Regions from separate parts of the Mus musculus genome. Here region 2 is linked to region 1. The links are chromatin contacts, called in public Hi-C maps. All regions are on one chromosome and are shown on one strand. The core of a region is the stretch at or near the end of the contact, and the rest is flanking DNA. Distances in the headings are between cores, read along the strand shown. Region 1 has its middle 8.1 kb from the start of Gm32126. Region 2 has its middle 37 kb from the start of Tprg.

What was found. A called contact is a pair of places that touch in the nucleus more often than the background predicts.
Region 2: a Hi-C map of B cells shows a contact between it and region 1, with 2.8 times the contacts expected there. The contact joins two enhancer-like sites. A contact is called at or near these places in 1 of 15 datasets of contacts at CTCF or cohesin (large pre-B cells), 7 of 484 Hi-C or Micro-C datasets (B cells, Th2 cells, bone marrow-derived DN3 thymocytes and 3 more) and 2 of 115 datasets of contacts at active chromatin or transcription factors (T-cell acute lymphoblastic leukemia and large pre-B cells).

The regions. Positions count from the first base shown.
Region 1 is chr16:24,149,289-24,153,618 of GRCm38.p6, reverse strand. No RefSeq gene overlaps it. Among named protein-coding and RNA genes, the nearest start is that of Gm32126, 8.1 kb to the left of the region's middle. Within about 2 kb of position 2,073, at least 134 of the 459 cell types and tissues checked have an H3K27ac peak or open chromatin away from gene starts, as enhancers often do. A contact at or near this core is called in B cells, Th2 cells and bone marrow-derived macrophages, where this site is marked.
Region 2 is chr16:25,247,429-25,251,668 of GRCm38.p6, reverse strand. No RefSeq gene overlaps it. Among named protein-coding and RNA genes, the nearest start is that of Tprg, 37 kb to the left of the region's middle. Within about 2 kb of position 2,203, at least 81 of the 459 cell types and tissues checked have an H3K27ac peak or open chromatin away from gene starts, as enhancers often do. A contact at or near this core is called in B cells, Th2 cells and bone marrow-derived macrophages, where this site is marked.

The DNA of each region.
Region 1 (4,330 bases), core at 824-3,323:
AGGGGAGAGGGGAGAGGGGAGAGGGGAGAGGGGAGAGGGGAGAGGGGAGAGGGGAGAGGGATGCATTCCACACTTGGTGTAGGATCAGACTTGATTGGAGCAGACCAGAGGAGGAAGTTGCTACTAGACAGAATATAGTTAAGAGCTTTTGAATCATCTAAACTGATAGGACAGGGAGCTGCCCTAGGATGAGAATCTCACCCCAGAAGCAGTTCCACAGAGGCAATAGAAAGGATGCTAAATGGAAAAAGACAAGGCAAGAGGGTTTCAGGATATAAAAATGTCCCAGTTGGTATCCTATGAATCTCTCCAAAAGTCTAACATTTCTTTCTCTGAACAAGGGAATGTTCTAGAACAGCCATGGGAACAGAATGGCAATAGGTAGATTGAAACTTGGACAAGCTCATCTCTCTTCTCCCACTGTAAGAGAACCATGGGATTCTGCTCTCCAAAAAAAGAAAAAGAAAAAAAGAAAAGATAGTAAAGAACCAAGACAATCCAAGGCACTGTCCTAATTCCTAAGTTCAGATAATATGTGTAAGTCTTTGCTTTCAAATGGACTGTGGGAACTTTTATAAAACCACAGTTCCCTTGGCTGCTGTGTTAGGACCTAGTCTATCACATGTATAGTCAGTGTATAGTCAGTATCACTCAGCTTCAGGTGGGACTGGGCTTGAAGGACCACACTGCATGGCCTAGCATGTGAAACACCAGCAGAGGGTAGGGTTGGGGATTTGTAGGGCTGGGGTGGTCATAAAACCTTTGTCAGAATTTGTCCTGCTCCCTTGAGAGACCAATGGGATCATCAAGGATGTCTCTACTGCCCATCGTAATAACACTACAGGATGCTTATCTTTCATGGTCTAGGACCAAGTTGGAGGACTAATATATATCTGTAGTCCCCTCTCTCGTAGACCTATGAAGTCTTATTGATAATGGTGCTTTCCTCTTACTTATTTTACCATGGAAGTCAGGTGGCTGTTTTTGCCTAACAGTACTGCCATCCTGGGCACTCAGGCTGCAGAGCAAATACTTTGAATTCAGCAGTTACTCATGCACAGAGTGCTGGAAATGCAAGCAGCACTAAATTTAATAGCATTTCTTCATCTTTAGAGTAATGAAAACTGAGGCCTAGAGGGGTTGTGTAAATGTAATTATCCATTAGCCATTAACCTTGACCTGCATGATCTTAAGACTTAAAAGGTCAACAGATGTCTAGAGCTTTAGATTGTGGGCTACAGTGCACTAAAGAATTATACATAAGGTTTGATGGAAGTTACCGGAAGACTGGACTTGGGAACCATATCACTGAGGTGTAGATTTCTCACTGTTACTGCGCAGGCCCATCTTTCCACTCTCAGTAGCTCTGGGTCCTGTCATCTCTAAAGTGTGGAGGGTAAGGCTTGTATGACTGATCTCAGAAGTTCTGGTAAGCATCAGGAGAGAGAAAGGATGTGAAAGTTGTTTGTACTTGCTATGTAAGTGCAGGAATCCTTCTTCCTGCTAACAGGTTGATGCTGCAGGCAGAGCTCAGAGGATGTGTCTGTTTTCAGTGGCCTCTCTCCTCCTGAGGGTACTTTGCATGAATCTGTCCGCAGCGTTCATCTTTTAACCGCTGTCACGAGCTAACAAGGTGTCAGTCACTCTCACCGAGCCACTTATCGTATGGCATGGGATAACCGAACCTACAGCCACACTCACAAAGAGCTGAGGTGACCACTGAGGGAAGAGGGAAGTTCTGAGCTTAGCCATGCTCTCAAGAGATATTTAGATATTTGACTCATTATTATATATATATATCCAACACACCTTCCACAGTCTGTGCTGTTTACACTGAAAGCGAAAAAGTTGAAAGGGAAGAATCCTGCAATAACACAGCAAAAGAAACGGGGGCGTGAGGGGAGACAAGGACAGGGCTGATGAAGCCTCGGCATCTTATCTCTGGACTATAATTGACGATCTGAATGTTAGTATGAGATCTAAAGTGAAATGAATCGGTGGTTTCAGTTCCGGATATGGTATGCAAAGAAAAAAAAAAAAAAAAAACCTTGCTCTTTGAAATTCAGCACTTCCTTGTCTGTGCTTCAGGAAGCCACACGCCTGGTGTTGAGTGTGGAAACTGACTCATATCTGGCCCTTTGAGATTAGCCTCTCCAGCCCCCCCCCCCCCAGACTGTGGGCAGGATCTGGGGCCTAATGGGAAACCAGAATGGGGTCTGGCCTAATCTGGATCAGACACAACATCATTGGTACACATGCCTTTCAAGGTCCTTCCACATGGTTCTAGAGGCAGTGGCTCTTCTGGGCCATCCCCAGAGCATTGACGGTGCACTTGGCAGTGGGTAAGTGACCTGAGATGGAAGGAAACAGAATCACAAATGCAGTGCCTCCCAGCACTGTACTGTCATGTTAAAGGAAACCAGAGAACTGAGCCACTTGGTGGAAGTGCCTGGCCCTGAGATCTTATCATGTGCCTTCCCACCAAAAAGCCTCAACAATTAACAGCCATTTTCCCCTTTGACTGTCCCAACAAGCTTCTGTATGATAGTTAGGGGTTAGGGACAGGGAGAAGTAATTTGCACTTATTTAGAGTTTATTGAGAAGGAAGAAGCTTATCAGAGACTATAGCATGAAACCCTGGGCAGGTGGCAGGGAGCTCGGGTCTCCTGCACTCAGCCATAAGTGGTTTCCAGGCATTTTACAGACCGTCTCAAGACGGGAAAGGCCCACTAAAACAGCATATCTGTTTGGTTCTAGTTTTCATGTTCAAAAATATCTTGCCCAGGAGGAGGGTGAAGGTGCTGGCTTAAAAGAGAAGTCAATGGGAGACAGAGTGCAGAGAGAAAGAACCAACAGAACCCAGCTCAGCAGTAGAAGGTCCAAGGTCCTTTTTGACCTTTGGCTAGACACTTAATCTCTCTGACCTTCCCTGACCCCATCAGTACAGTGCAATTGCTACTTACAAAATGAGATCATGCATGGGGAAGTATTTGTTTTATGGATGGAAAGCGCCATGCAAAGATTCATCATTAGTCTTTTGAATATTAATGGTTAACCTGTGTTGCAAATGAAGGTATAGCCACCACCCCAGAATGAGGACTGATCTTCCCACCTTTCTTTCCTAAGACAGATCAGTCTGCACTTTTTTTTTTTTTTTTTTTTTACCTACATGCTCCTTACTTCCAAAATGGGTATCCTGATCAGAAAAGCAGAGTGAGAAGATTAAGACCTTGTCCCGGAAGATGAGAAGAGTTAGAAGAAGAAAATCCACAATAAGAATAATTTTAATGAGGCACGTAGCATGTGTTTGAGATCCTTGGCAGCTCAAACAAAAGAAATGGGGGACGGATCGCATTATGCAGCTGCCTTTATCCACTAAAGAAAGAGCAGTTATGAATCAGGGTCAGCCAACTCCTTCCTAGTCATAAGCATGCCAAGAAACATGCATTCTTGGTGAAGGGCTATCAAAGTTAAGTGATAGAATCTTTAAAAGGAGACACATGGAGGGGGATGCTCCAATCTGAGCAGTAGGTGACATCCCCCCCCCCACCGCCGTGAATTTGTGTGTACCTTTCTAGAACGACACACACAAGCAACACAAGCAACACAGTGGTTGCTAGAAGGAGCAGGCTTAAAAACAGCAACAACAATTAAAAAAAACAAAACAAAACAAAACAGTGAAAATCAGCTTGCTCTCTGTTCCCAGGCTAGGGAGCTGCTGGCCAAGGTGTTTATAGAGCTTTTGTGGGGAGGGGGACAGTGAAATAGGCAAAGCAGTGTATGTAGTGCCTTGCACAAGGTCACTTGATGTCTCTGAAACTGATTGTGTATTCTGAGCTCCTTAATAGGATTTTGTAGGTCACAGTGTTCTAGGCACGGCTCCCTGTTGATGTACATCTCTCATGTAAGATTTAGATCACCTCTTTTCGGGCAGAGCTCCATGGAAACACCGCCCATGATTTCTGAAATGGAGCCTGACTGGGTCCCCATAATGCCAGGCTGCCGTGGTCAGCAATCTCTGCTGCTGACACACACTGGACACTTGGCAAGCCAGAGACTACTAGTATCTAGTCACTGTAGCTTATTGTTACTCTCATGTTAAAGCAAGTTCCTGTTTCTATAAAGTAGCCAGGCAATGGAGTATTCTAGGCAAATGGAAAATTCTGGTTCATCTGGTTACCATCCATATCATTTGAGATTCTTGGTTTCCAAAGACATAATTACAACACACTTTGCTGAACGCTAAAATGATAGTGTGACTTAAGCTTTCTTTGGTGATTCACAAGGCGCTTCGGGGTCTGTCAGCACCCGATAGCATAATTACCTTCTT
Region 2 (4,240 bases), core at 954-3,453, 1.1 Mb before region 1:
AGGTTTAAGGTTGTTAGAGTGAGTGGGTCTCAAAAGGAAAAATTGGAACCTGGAGATGGTACCGTGGACTTTGCTTCAGCTGTGTTAAATGTGAGTTAATTACAGAGCAAGCAGCTGGAGCGGTCACGAGGAAACGGACAACTACAAGTCCAGGATCCTGAAGTGATATCTTAATTCAAGAAAACCGTTAAAACCTCTGCATAGCTGTTGGACTACGTGAGTTCAGGGTGATGGCATACATGAGCTCAGGGTCCCTTTTGGCCCCGGATTCTTGTCCTCGAATGGCCAGAGAGACGCAAAGTTTTACGAAAAGAATGTGGAGTTGCTTTGTCCGTCGGCTTACTGCATCCAAGTGCATAACCTCCTGCAGCTGGCCATGAAGTTCTGCCCACAGAAGGAAGCGTGGCAGCTGCGTGCATCCCAATGAAAGGAAGTGGTTTTAAACAGAATGAATCCAACTTCTAAAATGTTGCAGTGACCCCATTAAAATGATTCCCTTGCTGTTGGTCTGGCTTTATGAAGAAGAACTAATGAAAGCTTGGTGTATTCAATAAAAATTACAGCAGGAATGAAGGGACTGCTCAGGGCTTAGGAAAACTCACTGCATTTCCAGAGGACCTGAATTCAGTTCCCGGCCACCGTTTTAGACAGCTCACAACTGCCTCTGCATCTGGCTCTGTGGGATCTGATGCTCACTTCTGACCTCAATAGGCACTTGCGTGCATGCAGTCCACACAGCTCAATAGGTACATAAATAAAAATAATTAAAAAGAGAAATCTCGGGAAGCTGAGCACATTTCTTTGTTTACTTCTAGACATCAGTATCACCTGCTTGGAGTAGAAGGAATGGTGCTAAAAGTGAGGTGGCTGAGCCTGTCAGCAGGACACGTTACCCTATGGCCTTTTGAGCATTATGTATCATTTAATGTATCATCTATTAGGCCATCTGTAAGACATGGATGATGACAGGAAGGATTCATTGGCTGGCTTTGTTTGTTTGCTTGCTTGCTTATTAAAGAGAATGCTGGCAACAGGTGCTTCTTGTTCCAGACATACAGCTAGACTGTTGTCCCATCCTCATTTCACACATGAGGAATGCAGGACCCAGTGGGAACAGGTGACTCACCCACCCTCAGACAGGAAGCCAGGGCACAGCTGCCTGACAGAAGTTCAGTGTTGCAGGGATCCCAAGGGCCAAGACTCAGGGTGAAATCAAAGCTGTGTGATAGCTAACACCAAATGTCAATTCGACCAGAACTTGAGTCGGTATGGAAACGATCCTTTAAATAAGTCTAGATTTGGTTCATTGAGGTGGAAAAAGACACCCTGAAAGTGGAAGGTATGATTCTATGGGCTGGGGTTTCGATTTGAATGAAATGAGAAAGTGAGGTTGAACATCTTTCATTATGCCTGCTTCCTGATTACAGATGTAATAGGACGCATCGCCTCCTGCACCTACCCTGCCACCATGGCCTGTGTACTCTGGAACTTTAGGTCTAAATTCATACTTCCTCTGTAGGTCACTTTAGCTGGGAATTTTATCACAGCAGATAGAAAAGCTACTAGCGTAGGTTGGAAAGGAAATGTGGAGCAAGTAGTGAACCTGTGTCAGTCAAAACCACCAATGTCAAACACATGGTGCAGGTAACTTTTCCCTCACTGCCTGTCCCCTATGTCTATCAAATGGAAATTATGCATTTGTCATTTTCAATCACCTGACTATATAGTTTTCCAGGTCCCATCTACTCAGCTCAATGACCTTAACACACACCAAAACATGTACTGGTAAAAAACATTTTATGTTGCTATCCTCCAGCGATTAGATCTATCGATGTCATCGTCTCTCCTATGTGCTTTCTAAGTTCAGGGGCTTACGTTGTGCTGGACAAGCATCCAAGTGACAGCAGATGTAGTTGGCCTTCCTGAGCTTGCTTCATTCTACCTCCCATGGTTGGAGTTCCCATCTTTCCGTAGTCTCTGTTTCTTGCCTCCCTGTTTCCACAGCATACAGAGTCCAGACCTTTAATGGCACTCAGGCTCCGACACCGGGTCCCATTCGTTCATTCCAATTTTCCATGTTCTTCTTCCTCACATATACACTAAATTTTAAGCTATACCCAGACTCAGTGTTAAAGTCTAAATTCAGGAGGCCAAACTGGCTTGTCTACCTAGTAGGAACCACTAGAATGTTCCTCTGTTCTGCCACACCCTCTCAGTCTCAGACTTGCCCTGTTGAAAGCATCACCTTCCTCGTAGTTTCAAAACACGTGCCCTTGCCTTCCTCCTACCTCCTTAGATGGCCCTTTGCCAATCTCTCTCTGTGCCCTGGAGTGTGAGCCTGGAGGAACAACTTGCATTACTTGAGATGAAATTAGATGCAGATGCTAGAAGGGAGTAATACTATAGAAAGAAGCAGAAGAAAAAAACAAACCAAGCATACAAACAAACCACCAGCTTTTGGCTTCCGATGAAAGTATGTCTACATAGCTTCAAATCAGAGCTGTGCGGCTGGTTCTCCAGAGTAGCACCTGGAACGCTGTTTACCAACCCTTTCTCTTGTCTGTTCAGTTGCTTGCGATGCTTTGAAGTCTGCAAAAACTACTATCTCCAATCAGAGCTGGGTTTCCTCTCCAGACAGGAAGACTGCCCTTCAACAGAGAAGCTATGCTTCTATTTGTGGTCTGACTATAGCTATGACTCATCCAGTCAAGCCAGAGGCTGTTTTGATCCTTCGCTGTCCAGAGTCTGTTTACAGTTGTAATTTTCTCTCTTTCCTTTCGTCTTGCTCTCTCCACTCTTCTGAATTATCAGAAGAGTCATACACATTTGACAAGTAGAACCTGTACAGGAGAGAGTATTACAAGTGAACACACTTTCTCATGACACCCACAAATAAATGCTTGTGTTTACAGGTCTGATGACGGAGTTCCAGTAATGACTTGGCCTTTTTTTTTTTTACTTGATTAAATATTCCCCTGGGCCTGCCAGTCTGGACTTCGGTTATTTAACGAGGACGTTGGAACACAACCTCAAGACGTCTGCAAAACTGACCTTTTCTTAAGGTTTACTCCCAGAGCAAAGTAAAGCTTGCGTTAGACTGGATGGCTCCGGGATACCAGTTTGTAATTCACGCTCCTCAAATCCCACCAGAACCACGGAGAACCATGGGGCATATGATGGAAATTCCACGTTGCACTTGGAGAAATGGAAATTAAAGAGGAGAAGGCAACTTGTCACAAGTCACAAGAGTAGTCACAACACAACAGTGTCTCACTGAAGGGCTTGCACTGAACATCGATCAGCTCGAGGTTGACTGTCCACAGTGTACAAACTTCCTGGGTCATTTTATGGCACTGCTATGCACTCTCTTCTCTTCTGCTCAGGAATGTCACTGGCTAGAGGGACCATGGACCAGAGCAGGTAAAATGAAAGACAAGCACAAAACTGACCTATTTTTTTAAGAGCTGTCTTACTGTTAGACTTGGACACGATACAGAACACTCTTAAGAGCCATGAGTGATCTGAAAGTGTACCACCTCAGAGGCGCCACACCTACCTCCTCTCCTCTAGACCTTCATTTTCAGACCATTCTCTACAGTAGAGTTAATTCACACTTACATGAAGTTTGAAGGAGAAACCAGAATCACCAAGAACATTTTAGCTATAAGGACTTTGTTCTGCTTGGGAGAATTATTGTATCCCAACTATGACACCTTATTTTCTTCAAAATAGAATTCAGCTGACACTTCTCAACTCTAATATTAAAGATTATCCTTTGGTACAAATTTTGCACAAGCTCACTGTAGACCATTCAGAATGCACACATATATTTTTTACACAGAAAGAAAATAATTTGTAAACCAAAGATCCCTATTTGCTACACCTATATTTAGTTAGAATCAAATTACAATAATTTGTAATTGTGTTATAAGAGATCTCCAGATCATTGAAAAATAAAATGTATACATGCACAGCCACACACATGAAATTCCCCAGTAGAAAGCCCTGAACTTTAAATGTAATCTTTTATAGAGTAGACATGGCTTATCAACAGCTGCCCTTTTGTCACCTTCAGGGTTAAGATCGATCGTGTTGGAGGGTCCCTGAGATCCTTCTCCTCAGCTACCACAAAATAAGTAAATAAATAAAAAAGGAAAAAACAAAAACAAAAGACAAAACCGATGAACTAGCTGAGGGTGTTATTGTCACATTTTAATTATTGCACTGCAACAAAGTGAAG